Linked DNA regions of Canis lupus: region 2 is linked to region 1. The links are chromatin contacts, called in public Hi-C maps. All regions are on one chromosome and are shown on one strand. The core of a region is the stretch at or near the end of the contact, and the rest is flanking DNA. Distances in the headings are between cores, read along the strand shown.

Evidence for each region. A called contact is a pair of places that touch in the nucleus more often than the background predicts.
Region 2: a contact with region 1 is called in a Hi-C map of blood, with 3 times the contacts expected there. The contact joins two enhancer-like sites. A contact is called at or near these places in 2 of 9 Hi-C or Micro-C datasets (both in blood).

The regions. Positions count from the first base shown.
Region 1 is chr4:5,309,869-5,312,568 of UU_Cfam_GSD_1.0, reverse strand. It overlaps LOC111095431 (a long non-coding RNA gene), which reads right to left. Exons shown (of 3, transcript XR_005357751.1): 1 at 778-2,700; 2 at 81-251. The region is part of intron 2 of LOC111095430 (a long non-coding RNA gene); the gene reads left to right. Among named protein-coding and RNA genes, the nearest start is that of TOMM20, 150 kb to the right of the region's middle. Within about 2 kb of position 1,263, at least 9 of the 20 cell types and tissues checked have an H3K27ac peak or open chromatin away from gene starts, as enhancers often do. A contact at or near this core is called in blood, where this site is marked.
Region 2 is chr4:5,482,202-5,484,901 of UU_Cfam_GSD_1.0, reverse strand. LOC111095432 (a long non-coding RNA gene) reads right to left here. Exons shown (of 5, transcript XR_005357761.1): 2 at 2,430-2,700. Among named protein-coding and RNA genes, the nearest start is that of IRF2BP2, 130 kb to the left of the region's middle. Within about 2 kb of position 1,316, at least 5 of the 20 cell types and tissues checked have an H3K27ac peak or open chromatin away from gene starts, as enhancers often do. A contact at or near this core is called in blood, where this site is marked.

The DNA of each region.
Region 1 (2,700 bases), core at 14-2,513:
GTTATTAGCTCCCACACTTGGCAGGATTACATTTCCTTGTGGCCCCAATGACATGATTGGGGCAGATATATTGGGCTTACCAAAGAAAGAGAGAGCAGCCTGACATGCAAACATCCCAGGTAGATCATCGGGGCCCAGACAAGGGAATCAGTAAAGATGGGTTCGTTTGGTGAGACTCGGCATGTGACACTGGTAATTTACTGGAACAGTAAAATACACACTTCTTCCTTATGTTATCTTCTTTGAATTCACTGAAAAATGAAAGGAACTCGTGGGCTGGGCCAAATAGCATAGATAACACGTGAGTGTGTGTACATACGTACATAGATGCATGCACACATATGGATATGCCTATGTGCTTATGATGTGTAACAAAAAATACAGCCACAAGGATTTTGGGAGGAATTTGGGTGTGGAAATGGCTTCTACCTGTTTGCCTCTGTCTCCCCTTGACAGAGAGCAGGAGCACCGGCCACTTAAAAGCATGTCCAGCCCACCAAGCTGTCCCCACTGAATCCCCTCCAGGGCAGACAGGAGAACCCCTTTCTGAAGTTTCTTGTAACACAGAGTGTTTCCAAGGCCTAGGACAGCCCACGCATCTAGCCAATGGAGCTTTCTGTGCTGTGGTCAGTTAGCAGGGTCCCCCCGGAATGGCATCTGTTTTCATGTTTCCGAACAGAAGCATGTATATACTGGGAGCTTCCCCGGAGACCACCCCAAGCAAGCCTCTCAGTTGGCCGTGAGACAGTTGGGTTTCCAGAAGGACACAGCATTTACCTGGGCTTTACACTCCCAGAAGGCGGAGGACACAGAGACATTCCAGAGGGTTTAAAAAAAAAAAAAAAAATCATACAGTTTCTAAAGAGCTTCTCATTATGAATCCAGCTTCACAAGCAGATTCATCAGACACAGGCTCACTGAAAAATGTGCCAGGATGGATGCTTTTTTTTTTTTTATTTTTTTATTTTTTATTTTTTTAGCTTGGGGTTTTCAGGGTGGGATTTTTGAGGAGTGGGAGGGAAGCTACTAAGTCAAGATGAACTCCTTCAGAGCACGGGCAAAATTCCCTTTTCAATCACCGGTTTAGAGAAAAGAAAAAAAAAATGACAAAGTCACACAAGAGAGGAAATGAAAAGGGAAATTTTTAGACTTCTCATCCGTCCAGAAAGCCCCGGGCCTGTTTCAGAGGCCGGTCAGGGCAACTGTCGGGCCTGCGGTCACCGCGCTGCAATCCCAGGAGGCCTTGCGTCACCGGCAGCCTATCAACAAGGAAGTACGATCCCTAACCGCGAGCCTGCTTCTTTTCGAAGCCCGCATGTTGCTTTAGAGGGGTTTTAAACAAGAGACTTTCCTGTTTTTGCAACCTGCGAGTCCACAGTCCGTACAGGTTACTCAAATTACCTTATCGCTTAGAGCAACCCCTGGCATGAATTTCAAAACTGCTTACGGCAGCCCTCCCCTCCCGGACACGCGCGCCCGTCGACTCACCGAATCCGCATTTACAGTGTCGTGGTGCCAACTGCTGACACAGAAGAAAAACACACTAGTTATACATTAAGCTTTACGGTTAAAGCATCTGTGCCAGGCCCCGTCCAAACAGCATTTATTCACCGACCAGAAGGCAGGATAACCACAGCGTAGAAAACCCAACGGGAGCGGCTGTGCAGCCAGACCTGCGTGCCTTAATCCAGCCCCGCTATCCTTTGTGCAAGCGCGTACATGCGAGTGCAAATGCAGTGTCCCAGATCAGCACGATTCAGGGGGAAACAATTAGATTTATCATAGGATGTGCAGCAGCAAATCTATTGGAAAATGTTTTCACACAAGCAGAAGGCATCCCAAACCAACTAATAAGGTTGCTGGAAAATAAATGTAAAAAGGCGTGGGCTGAGGACTCTATGGGACCGTCCGATTTAAATCCTCCGTGGTGGGCGGAGGCAGACTTGTTTTTCCCTTGAGCAAATAAAAAGGCTCAGATTAAAGAGTGCACTGGAGAACTGATGAACTGAAGCCACAAACAAACGTCTCTCTTTCCTGCTCCGCAGCAGCTCAAGAGAGATGTGCCAAACCCAACAACTGCATTTGATAGCCATCTCCTGGTTTAACTTTGACCCTGGCCAGTGGCCACTTGGCGTTGCTCAAGCAATGCCTGCAGAATCCATCCTGAGCTCCCTTGCTAGAAGCATCCACCTTCACAGTTGCTGAGCTGAAGTTAGCAGAGGGCTTCCAGAAGGTGGTGCACGTTCTGCTTTCAGGAGCTGCCCAATCGGAGCAAGGATGAACAATTGGTGACCTTTACTCTGCAACGAGCGCTGGTGACCTCGAAGCTGACTTCACAGAATCCACATGGCAATCATGAATCTAGCAGACACTTATCTAACCTCACACTTTTCTGTCTTTTGGGGTTAGAATCAACACTTAGCTCATCAAAAAGACATGCACCGCCCCAAAAGAACCTGCTTTCTGTTTGTGGATACTGGTATTTTGTTTATCTTGTTTTGCTTTTCTGCATTCCGAGCAATCTGCTAGCACTGCAGTGTTGAGATAGTCACTATAAGGCCATCATGCTGTGATTTTTATGATTGGGGGAAGGTTCTTGCAAAATATTAAAGACTCTCTTATGATATGGTAAGTGTGAATGAGGTGACACACCAAAGTGTTAGAAGTAACTCTCTCAAAGATGGTGACTGGCCTGTGGCA
Region 2 (2,700 bases), core at 67-2,566, 170 kb before region 1:
GGAGAAGGAGGAGGAGGAAGGATGGTGGCTACTTACGAGAATGCAAGCCTTAGTCCAGTAATTCCCAGCCGTTTTGCTACTGCTGTTCCTATCATGGTCTATTTTGATGCGTAATCCAGCCCAACCCGAAATATGTGTCCTATGGCTGACATCGTTAACTTTCCCTTAGCGCAAGTGTGATTCTGTTTGAGAATGGTTTCTGAATATAGAGAACTCTCTGACATCAAAAGAGTAAGATCAGAATGTCTGCTGAGCGTGGAGCCTGCCGCGGGGCTCCAACCCACGACTCTGAGATCATGACCTGAGCTGACAGTGAGAGTTGGACGCTTGATCGACTGAGCTGCCCCTAAAGGTTGTCAAAAAAAAAAATGTTTAAATTAAAAACAAGGGATCCCTGGGTGGCGCAGCGGTTTGGCGCCTGCCATTGGCCCAGGGCGCGATTCTGGAGACCCGGGATCGAATCCCACATCGGGCTCCCGGTGCATGGAGCCTGCTTCTCCCTCTGACTATGTCTCTGCCTCTCTCTCTCTCTCTGTGACTATCATAAATAAATAAAAATAAAATAAAAATTAAAAAATAATAAATTAAAAAAAAATTGCTGAGACTTTCTGAAAAGAAAAGAAAAAAAATGTCTGCCAGGGCAACCAGAAAGTTCTAGAAGATCACTGAAGGAGATCTGGGAATGGGAAGTGAGATGAGGAGGGCAAAGCCTCAACCCTCCGGAGTTCCTTCCTGGGGTAAGAGGCCAAGTGGAGTCTAGAAGAAGAGAAGCAACCCCCAAACCAGCCCTGGCTGGGCTGGGAGTGGTCCGTATGGAGGAGAGAGGCCTCAGGCCCCGGGCAGTGCCGACACATCCCTGCTTCTCAGGAGGAAGAAGGTGCAGCCTGCTCTTACCTCTAATTTGCTTTCTGGACTGTGAGGAGCTCTCCCACGGTTTCTTCTGTGTGTTTTATTGTTGTTGTTTTTATAGAGGGGAGTGGGGGAGGGCCAGAGGGAGAGAGAGAGTCTCAAGCAGGCTCCACATCCCGCAAGGAGCCCAATGGGGGACTCGATCCCATGACCCTGATATCATAAACCGCAGCCGAAACCAAGAGTCGGCCGTTCCACCACTGAGCCGCCCGGGCGCCCCTGCCCCCGGGGGTTTCCTCTATGTAAACGATCATCAACAGTGCCCTGGGCCTACACATTGCACAGACCAGGCCTGATATTTTAAACCCTTTCCGTTCACGGAGCATTTTATGCTTGGCTTTGTTCTGCTCTCCAATTTCCTACTTCACCAGCGGGGCTCTGAAGAGTCGCACGTGGTCGATAGGGAAGTGCCGTCTGAGCAGCTCTAAGAGGCCATCCCCTCTTTGCACATCTCTAGTTTCGGGCGAGGAGATCAATTATAGGCTTTTACATAAGAAGGCTAATGCGTTTTCAAAGCAGGCAGATCGCCCTCCCATGTTTTGACAGTTTGGCTTTAGTTGAAATATAATTAAACTTTTCTAAGACAAGGGCTTTGAAACTCCATCTACACACTGTTTACATGTCTTTTTTCTTTTTTTCTTTTTTTTTTTTTTTTTTGCTTGAGAGTTGGGTTCTTACTTGCTGCAGTACAATTAATTCGCCCTTCACCTTCTGCACTCAAAACAAACACTGGTTTTCAGCGTTGAGCTTTTATACTCTGCATAGCTGAGAGTGGAAAAAATAACATCTGAAACAGGATGGGCTTTTGATGCTACCTCCTTATGACAGACACGTTTGAAAACCACCGCTGGTGAGTCACTCACATTCTGTGCATACCCTCTCCAAGGAGCAGGAAGTGTGGGTATTTGAAACCCTTAGGCCATGAGAAGTTTTCAGATGCGTTTTAAGGATTGGCCAGCAACCCCTCCCAAGCACGAGCGTGCAGTGGCCTTGCTAAGTGTGGACCAGCCTTCCGCCAGCCTCTCTTCCTTTGTTCTCCTTGCCCTGGTTTTGCTTTTCTGCTAGCAAGCCAGGTCTGTTAAGTACAGAGCTAGCGAATTTATAAAACCAACAAAAACATTAAAAAAAAAAAAAATCGGCAATGACAACAATCAGAGCCTGGCGGTTGGTAGGGCGGGTGGGGGCAGGCAGATGGTGCAACAAGATGTCCCCAGGCGGCTCGCTGGGGACCCAGCCTTGTGGCTCTGTGGCCAAAAAGAAATAAAGAAGTCGGGTCCCAGCCAGTGCTTTCACTTCTAACCCGACTCATCAGCTGTGGGTAATGAGTCCCCACGCCTCTGCTTCACTATCTCCAAAGGCCAGAAGAACAAGAAAGGGGATGGGGTAGGGGTGGGGGGCTGGGGGGATACAACTGAACTAAACTGAAAGGACTTTAGATGAGAGATTTAAAAAAGAAAGAAAACAAGAACTTGGTGGAAATGAGCCAGATGTTGCCATGAAAGAAGTTCTTAAATCCTAACCTTGTTTGGGGAAAGGAAGGAGTCCCAGGGAAGGATGAGTTTCTGAGGATGATGAGCCCCCAGAGGGAGACCTTGGCGTCCCCCGTGTGGATGGAAGTCTTTCCAGAACATCAGCGTCTGATATCACCAGAGGGAGTGATCTGGAGGGTGGTGGATTCACGGGACCATCCACTTTGCGTTTACGCTTGTGTTGCTACTGATGGTTGTCTGAAAGCGAAGGAATCGTGTGGGAGGCAGAAGCCCAGCCTTGAGCACTGGTGGTGGTCCAGGA